2 separate regions of the Anas platyrhynchos genome follow, and region 2 is linked to region 1. A link is a contact called in public Hi-C data. All regions are on one chromosome and are shown on one strand. Each heading gives the region's core, a stretch centred on a gene start, on an enhancer-like site or on the middle of the called end of the contact. The rest is flanking DNA. Distances are from core to core; before and after follow the strand shown.

What was found. Hi-C and Micro-C count contacts between places; a contact is called where the count stands out from the background.
Region 2: a Hi-C map of subcutaneous adipose tissue shows a contact between it and region 1, with 2.5 times the contacts expected there. The contact joins the enhancer-like site here to the promoter of LOC106016377 in region 1. A contact is called at or near these places in 2 of 8 Hi-C or Micro-C datasets (skeletal muscle and subcutaneous adipose tissue).

What each region holds. Positions count from the first base shown.
Region 1 is chr5:3,378,193-3,382,602 of IASCAAS_PekinDuck_T2T, forward strand. LOC106016377 (prostaglandin D2 receptor) reads left to right here and starts at 1,899. Exons shown (of 2, transcript XM_027458859.3): 1 at 1,899-2,873; 2 at 3,967-4,410. The coding sequence starts at 2,022. The coding sequence ends at 4,236. It overlaps LOC140002556 (a long non-coding RNA gene), which reads left to right. Exons shown (of 2, transcript XR_011809390.1): 2 at 1-809.
Region 2 is chr5:3,419,455-3,423,864 of IASCAAS_PekinDuck_T2T, forward strand. TXNDC16 (thioredoxin domain containing 16) reads right to left here. Exons shown (of 21, transcript XM_072038089.1): 13 at 4,283-4,342. Among named protein-coding and RNA genes, the nearest start is that of TXNDC16, 18 kb to the right of the region's middle. Within about 2 kb of position 1,952, at least 1 of the 8 cell types and tissues checked has an H3K27ac peak or open chromatin away from gene starts, as enhancers often do. A contact at or near this core is called in subcutaneous adipose tissue, where this site is marked.

The DNA.
Region 1 (4,410 bases), core at 649-3,148:
TGGCGTTGCCCAGCCTGGCGAGGAACTCCCCAGCGGTGACACTTTGGCCTCTTTTCCACCCCAGCAGCGTGCGCCCCGCGGTGACGTGCCCTTCCGAGGGCATCCCCAGGGTGCCAGCGCACGAAGCGCATGGGGCTCACCTGGAGAAGCTCCTGCATGGATGGCTGCAGCTCCCCGGGTGGGATTTCAGCACAAAACACCACAAATCTGCCCGGAACGAGGACAAAGAGCAGGGTCACCAGGATGGCCACCAAAAGCGACGCATGGGCTGCGGCACCGCGGAGGGCTCCACCAAAACGTGGGTGCCGTGCCCCGCAGCACCACGAGGCTCCACGTTTGGCCCCACGGCGATGCTCTCCATCCAAAAGGAGCTGCCCATCATGGCATTGAAGAACGCAACGTGTTTCATCTCGACGTGCCCACCAGGAGGACGAATTTCCAAATTTCCAAGCAGGCTGAATTTCTTCTCCCCGGGTCCCCCCCCACCCCGGGGCAGAAACGCTCGCCGTGTTTGCGCCGAGCCCTAACGAGGGCAGCACTTCAACACCCACACGTGCAAAAAAAAAAAAAACGCCGAGCGGCGCCCAGGCTCACCTTCATTTCTCCCTGAAATTTCTCCCTCGGCGCCCTCCCTGCCGGAGGGGGGCTTGGATGCGACCCGAAAAAATCCAGCCCATCGCCAAAACGCGCCGGAGCGGGTGCCTGTGCCGGGCACCGAGCGCCTTTCCCACCCCTCCTGTCATCTTGATACTTTCCTGCACTTCTCCTACGCTCAGCTCGAGTAGCAAAAAAAGGGGCCCGAAAGCAGACGGCCGTGGTTTCGTGCTTATTCATCATCACATGTATCCTGCGAGCTGCGGTATGCGCGAGGCAGCTGGAGGGGGCCGCTGCTCTTCCTGGAAGAGGCGCTGGGGGCTTCACCCAAAGCTCGCCCCAGGGCTCTGCCGCGGGTACAGGGGGGCTGGGAACCTTCCCCGGGGGCTCGGCAGTGGCATCACCCCACGGTGGGCTTGTGGGGTGCTGTAGGAGCAGTGGGGTGCTGTGGGGGTGATGATGGGGGGCAGGTAGGAGTGATGGGGGGCAGGCGGAGCCCTGCAGAAATTGGCCTCGTGGGGGATTTTGCCCGTTCCTGGCCTGTTTTACACCAGCCCGACACCAGCCCTCTACCCCGTAGTCCCCTCCAAGGACTTGGTCCCAACCCCATCACCTACCCCTGCAGTGGGGGCACAGCCCTGATCACCCCAAGGGCTGGACCCCTGACCCCCTGGGGGCTCAGCCACTTCCCAACCCTGGGACCCCCCCCAAGGGGCTCATCCCCGACCCCTACCCACATCCCTAATCCCCCCAGGAGCTCATCCCCAGCCCCTACCCAAACACGAGCTCCACCAGAAGCCCATCCCTGACCCCTTCCCACCCCCTCAGCCCCCCCAGAAGCTCTCCCCTCTACTTACCCACACCTCCAGACCCCCAGGAGCTCATCCCCGACCCCTACCCTCACCTTCAACCCCCCCAGGAGCTCATCCCCCCATACCCTCACCCCCCTCAGCCCCCCCAGGGGCTCACCCCCGACCCCTTCCCACCCCCCCAGCCCCCCGAGAGCTAATCACCCCCTTACCTGCACCCCCAGAACCTCACCCCCCACCCCTTTAGCCCCCCCAGGAGCTCACCCCCGACCCCTTCCCACCCCCCAACCCCCCCAGAAACCAACTCCCCCCACCCCCCCACCCCCCTACCCCCCCATCCCCCCACCCCCGCCCCCTTCGCACCCCCCCAGCGGACCTCCCCCCACCCCCCCTCCAATTTCCCCTCCACCCCCCATTTCCCCTCCGTGCCCCCCCCAGCCCCTAACCCCGGGGGCGGGCAGGAGCCGCCCCGGGGGCCGCCCCGAGCCTCTCCGCGCCGCCTCCCCCGTGCCTCCCACCCCGCGCCGGGGCCGGGCCAGTCGGCGGCGGCGAGGAAGAAGAAGAAAGAAGAAGAGGAGGAGGAGGAGGAGGAGGAGGAAGGGCGAGGGCGGCTGCCCGATGGCGAGCGAAGGCTACCGGTGCCGGGGAAGCCGTTTCATCGAGAGCGGGCAGTCGGCGGTGCCCAGCTCGGTGCTTTTTGGGGCTGGCCTTTTGGGTAACGTGCTCGCCCTGCTGCTGCTTGGCCAGCACCGCCGGCGCTCCCGCTCGCCCGGCGGTCGCCCCCCGAGGGTTTCGGCTTTCTACGTGCTGGTGAGCGGGCTGGCGGTCACCGATCTGCTGGGCAAGTGCCTGCTCAGCCCCATGGTTTTGGCCGCTTACGCTTACAACCGCAGCCTGAGCGAATTGGGCTCCCCCGGGGGGCGAGGCGAGGGCGAGCCGGGGGCTCTGTGCCAGCTTTTCGCCTTCCTCATGGCTTTCTTCGGGCTGGCCCCCACCCTCCTGCTGCTCGCCATGGCCCTGGAGTGCTGGTTGTCTCTTGGCCACCCTTATTTTTACCGCCGCCACCTTACCCGACGGCTGGGCGCAGCGCTGGCACCGGCCGCGGCGGGGCTTTGCGCGCTCTTCTGCGCGCTCCCGCTGCTGGGTTTTGGGGTCCCCATGCAGTACTGCCCCGGCACTTGGTGTTTTATCCGGATGGCCGGCGGGGGGGTCGGCCAGCTGGGCTTCCCCGTGCTTTACGCCAGCCTGATGGGGGTGCTGGTGTTGGCCATCGGGGCTTGCAACGTGAGCAGCATGCGGCACCTCTACGGCATGGCCCGCAGGCAGCCCCCCCGGGGGGCAGCGGCCACCCCCCCGGCTGCTGCTGTTGCCACCACCGCCGCCAGCCCCCCCCGCATGGAGGAGCTCGACCACCTCGTCCTGCTGGGGCTCATGACCGTGCTCTTCACCGTCTGCTCGCTGCCGCTCATCGTGAGTACAAAGACCCCCCCCCTTCATCACCACCACCCCCCCTCCCTCCTCCCAGACCCCTTGTTGCCCCCCCCCAGCAGTGAAATCCACCCCCGAACACCTCGCTCCGGTCCTCTCCAAGTACCCCCCCCCCATCACCACCCCACCCCTTATTGCTTTACCCCCCCCCCCTTAGGATATTCCCCCCCATAACCATCCATCCGGGGGGGTGGGTTATTGTGTTTCACCCCCCCCTTGTCCCACGGGTTGGTTTGAAACCCCACGAACCCCCCCCCATCGCCACCACCATGTTCCAGAGGGTGTCGGGGGGGTTAGGTCGTTGCTTTGCCCCCCCCTCAATATCCCCCACCCCATCCCGTGGGTCTGGGGATCGCTGTACCCGCCCTGGAAGGACGCCCCCATCGCCACCACCCCGTCCTGGAGGTGTCGGGGGGGTCGGGTCGTTGCTTTAAGCCTTTTAATTAACCCCCCCCCCTCATCATCCCCCCATCCCGGAGGTGTCAGGGGTCTCAGGTCATTGCCTTAATCCCTTTAATTAACCCCCCCATAACTCCCTCCCCATCCCGGAGGGGTCAGGGGGCTCGGGTCATTGCTTTAATTCCTTTAATTAACCCCCCCCATCACCACCCCCCCATCCCGGAGGTGGCAGTGGCCCGGGGTCATTGCCTTAATCCCTTTAATTACCCCCCCACCCCCTCCATGGGCAGTGGGGTCAGTGCTTTAGTCCCCTTTTCACCCCCCCCCCCCCATCACCACCACCTCATCCCAGGGGTTCAGAGGGGGGGTCACTTCATTGATTTAACCCCTTGAACCCTCTCCCTGCCCACTCCCAGGGGTGTTAAACCTTTCAGTAACCCCCCCTAAACCCCCCCCCCATGCTCATCCCATCCCAGAGGTGCTGGGTCCCTTGGAACCTCACCAGATCTCTTGACCCGGGAAAAACCCTCCCCAAAACCCTCCCCAAAATCCTTCCCCAAAATCCACCCTGGGGTTGGGAACCCCGCAGATGGGTCGGGTGGGAACCCTCCTCGCCCCCCCCCCCCGAACCTCTCAGCCCCCCCACGGCCTCGCTGAAGCCTCCTGTTTCGGACAGATCCGTGCGTACATGGGGGCGTTCGCGGCCGACTTCAACGAGAACGCCGACCTCAGCGCCCTGCGCTTCCTCTCCGTCAACTCCATCGTCGACCCCTGGGTCTTCATCATCTTCCGCACCTCCGTCTTCCGCATGTTCGTCCGCAGGCTCTGCCGCCGCCTGGGCTCCCGCAGGGCCACCACCCTCAAAGGACCGGGGCCGGAGGGGGACGCTCGTTTTTGCCCCCTGGGTTGGCGCAGGACGGACGCCCCGCAGCTCGTCTTCCCCTGAGCGCGGCGGGGGCCCGCGGGAGCCGGTGAAGATGAGGAGCGAGCCTTCGGCCCCGAGCGGCGCGGGGAAGACGGCGCCCTGGGCGGTGGCACGGGGTGGGCAAGTGGAGTTTCTGCCCCGTTTTGGCTCTGGGGATGCGTGCCGCCCGCCGGAGGAAGCGGGGGGCCGGGGGGG
Region 2 (4,410 bases), core at 702-3,201, 41 kb after region 1:
GCAAGTTTAAGTATTTGGATACCACCTTGGGGGATTATGTACCATAAATGACCCAGATCTCCAAGGAAGCCCTGGCTGGCCTGAGGAACGCTGTGTACGGGATGATCACTCTACCATCCCAAGCTGCACCATGTTACTAATTACCGAACACAAAGCAGTTTCAGGACTTGAGTCAGCAAAAGTTTGTTCAGCCCTGTGGTCACCTTTGAGCTGCTGGATGGGAAGAAAGTTGAAAGAGAAATATAAGATCCTTCTGTTCCGTGATTTTAGGTGCTACTGAAACTAAAACTAAAAGTGATAGAGAGAAACTCTGTCCAAGGGGTCTTCTAAAAGCAACAAATCACTGAAGGCTACAGGGAACAATGCAGGATATGCAGAAAAAATCAAGAATCCTTTAAGCAGCTAATCCTTTGGAGGGCAGGACTGGCATTATCAACAGCTCACATGGAGAGCTGGCCCAAAGGTTATGAGATGAAAAAGAAATGTTATGTGTGAAGTGCTGCACTTCACGAGGAGGAATCCAGTACAGAATGGGGAATAACCAGCCAAAAGTTTCCTGAGTGTTACAATTTCTCTGTACGTAGCTCATAGATAATACACACAACCTGGGAACTTCCCTCCAGACCTCTTCATTGCCAGCTACTGCAGAGACTTCCACGTCCCCCAGTACCACAGGGGATCTGGTTTCTCCTTCCCTCATTTCCTATACTGATGTTTCCTTGGTGTTAGTCTTTTCCAGCCTGGGGGCCTAGGAATCCATAACAGACTCCTAAATCCTTGCTTCAGATTCAGGTTCCATGAAGGGAGAGTGTCTAAAAGAGGGTTATGAAGATGGTGAAGGGTCTGGAGGGCAAAATGTGTGAGGAGCAGCTGAGGTCCCTTGGTTTGTTCAGCCCCAAGCAGAGCAGGCCGAGGGGAGGCCTCATGGCGGCCTGCAGCTCCCTCACGAGGGGAGCGGAAGGGCAGGCGCTGAGCTCTGCTCTCTGGGGACAGCGACAGGACCCAAGGGGACGGCTTGGAGCTGGGACAGGGGAGGGTCAGGCTGGGGGTTAGGGACAGGTTCTGCACCCAGAGGTGGTTGGGCACTGGGACAGGGCCTCCCCGAGGCCATGGCCACAGCACTGAGCCTGCCAGAATCCAAGAAGCATTTGGACACCGCTCTCAGATGTAGGGTTTGGTTTTTGGGTGGTGCTGTGTGGAGCCAGGAGTTGGACTTGATGATTCTCATGAGTCCCTTCTAGTCCAGGATATTCTATGAATATGTGCTGCATGAGTCTGTGTTGCTAAATCACCCAGGTGATGTTCATACCTTTGAACTACAACTTCACACCCCTGTCTTTGAAAGTCATTGGCCAAGAAGACTCCATGAGCACAGAAGAGGGAAACAGAATTGTTTTTCAGCTCAGTTTTTCAGAATATTACTCTTCTTTCACATTGGTTTCTCCCATCTAGAACTTTTCAAAACAGTCCACTGACACACCTAAGAAATGCAACCACTCTGTCTCACCTTCACAACCTCTTTTACAGTCCTAGGGGTGCTCCTTCCATAAATTCACATCTTCTATAAGAAAACAAGAGCTGCCGTTAGCCCCAGTGGCAGAGAGAACTGAAAGCTCTTGACGCAAGAGCAGAAAATGTGCTCTGTTCAGCAAGACCGAGATGATTCTCCTGATCTCCTCTTAGATCAGATCTCTTAACAAAGGGAAACCACTTTGGGGGGCCACTTAAACTTTATCTGGTGATGATCTACTGCTGATCATCTGTTACTGGGTGATTCATGGGGTCATCCCGGTTTCCAGCCTCCTCCATTCTCTTGTTCTGTATCTCCTATGGCCTATTTTCACTGCCATTTTGCACAGAAAGTTGGCATCGAGTGGGACCTGTATTGCATCTCCAAACGTGCTTTTAGTGTGGGTGACTCATGCCTCAGACAGCAGATCTTGGCTTCTGAATCTTTAGGAAGTTAGCTCCACCCCAAACGGCAGACACAGGAATACCAGCACTTTTGGGGGAGCTGACAGACTGCACCAAAGACATAATCCATGTTTTAAGTCTTACATAGCTCAAGCTCTTCTTCCTGATCCAGACTTCTGCCCCTTGCACCAGTTTACTTTCCCAGCTACCCTGCCTCACTCTGTTCTTACTACCAAGCCCTGCTCTGGATCCCCTGACACTGACTCCTACTTGGGAGTTCACAGATTCACTGATTTTCATCTGGAAACTCAGTTTAAGCCATGCCCCCTGGACTAGAACATTCACAGTCGATATGGCTCATGCTCTCAGCCTGATCTGCTATAACCTTTGGCGTCTTTAAGCTCTTGACTCCAGACCACCCTAATTACCAGGTCTGAGACACCCTCATCCTGGCCATAACAGAGAACCTGGGGACCTCCATCCTTCTAGGTCTTCCAGCTCCACTGACAGACCTGCCTGTGACCAAGTCTTCCCCAGCAGCAGAGACAAAGATGTAACTTGCAGGAAACTCACTACATTTCTCTCCAGCTCCACAAAAGCAGCCATTCTCCATCTTCTCCAAGGTTACAGCAGGAAAAACAGGCGGGAGTCATTTCATGATTCCAGTTTGGCCTGGGATTCTTCAGTGGGACCTCACTGATCGCAGAGGAAAGGCCCTGACCTCAATCAGTTCATAATCTCTGTTGAGAATCTGCCTATGGCTGCGTCCATGTACTGAGATTGTTATCAAATTATTAAAGAAACACATGGTGAAAGCTTAGCCTCACACAGCCAGCCAAGTTTTGATCATTGGTTCAGGAAGAGGCAGGGTTTCATCCACTGACTCTCCCAGCTTGCTACTTCAGCTGGTCTAACAGCTGTAGAGTCTGAAAGAAACCCCAAAGAATCAATAACCATGACTTCTCTACCAATGATAACTCTCCCTGACCTTTCCTGTTTATTCCCAGGATGTCAGTTCAGATAAAAGGTGCCAGGAAAACTATGAATGCAGAACTGTTTTCATCCAAACCACAGCGCTGTCCTCAGTGTTCCCAGGAGGGTGTCTTGTAAGCAACTCCCAGTGCATCCGCTTCCCAGAAAACTGCCTGAGTCCTTTGCACACCCTATACATTTTCTCTCTGCTGAGAGCTGTTTGAATCCTGCTTGCAATTGGCAGGACAAGGTGCTCAGTCCCAGAGGAGTGAGAAATAAGGATGAGAAATAAGCCTTGATGAAGAATGAAAACACACAGAAGGCACCAGCTACTGAAATGAGTTGGGGAGTGAAGTCACCTGGGTATAACCCTGTAAGTCAGGGGCAGACACAGGTATCTTTAGAAGAGATTCAGCCCATATAAGCCTGATAGTGCAGAAGAACCCCCCCATATACTGTTGACTATAGAGGGGGACAGGGCTGAAGCCCTGAATGAAGCTGAACTGGCGCTTAACACTGCTCAGGAAATACCACACACCTGAAGCACCAATCCCTCCTGCCTTTATTAGCAGACTGCCTGATGTGCGTTGTCTTTAAATGTTACCGATTCTTCGCTGTCATGTATTATTTATGGAATCTGTGGCTGCCTGTGAGACTTCCCATGTAATTAAGCCCGTCTACAGGCCCTGAAGGCATCATCGCTTTAAATTCTTTCTCTGACACCATTCTGCTCCCCCTCTGGATCTGGGCCTGCCCACACCTGTCTGTTATGCCTTCTACCAAAGCCTGGTTACTGCTCTGCTCCAGATCAAGTGCTTATGTGGTGACTTCCAAGTGCAGGAGACCTGATGTAGCCCCCTTGTACACCAATTTGGCTCTCAAGCCTCATGCTGTGCAGCAAGCAGTGCGTCTTCTTGCTCCTTACAGGTCACCAACAGGATCCTGTTTTTGGGATGCAGGCCAGGGTGCCTGCTGTTTGTCCCTCTACCTCCAAAGCCCATGCTCACTGCTTCTGATGTTCTGTCCTGTCTCCTCATGATATTGGGCATTTATCGTGCAATCACTGAACCCATCAACACCACAATCTCAGCTGAAAGGCAGCTTGGGCAGCTGGTGTGTACAAATTTACACCTAAAGCAGAAGGTGACTGTGTAAGGTTGTACTGCCAGTCCCATGACTTTATGCAGGCACAAAGGGACTGCAAAGATCCCTAATTAAGACACAAATCCTCTTCCTAAACAACTTAATGTGGGTATGCCTTTCTTAAAAGTTTAGGAACTGAAAATGAGTATATTCTGCGTGAGGAACTGAGATACCACCAATATCTTCCCAGTCTTCTGGTTCATACTTCAGATGCAAACCAGCTGTACAGGACTTTAGACCCGTGGCACCTTACCTTTCAGGTGATCGGCCACCTCCACGTAAGTCTGCAGCACTACCAGGGACACTGCTTCCCCTGAAACACAGAAGAGACAAAGCCCCAAGTTACATATAGGTGACTGACAATGTTACATTACCATTTTC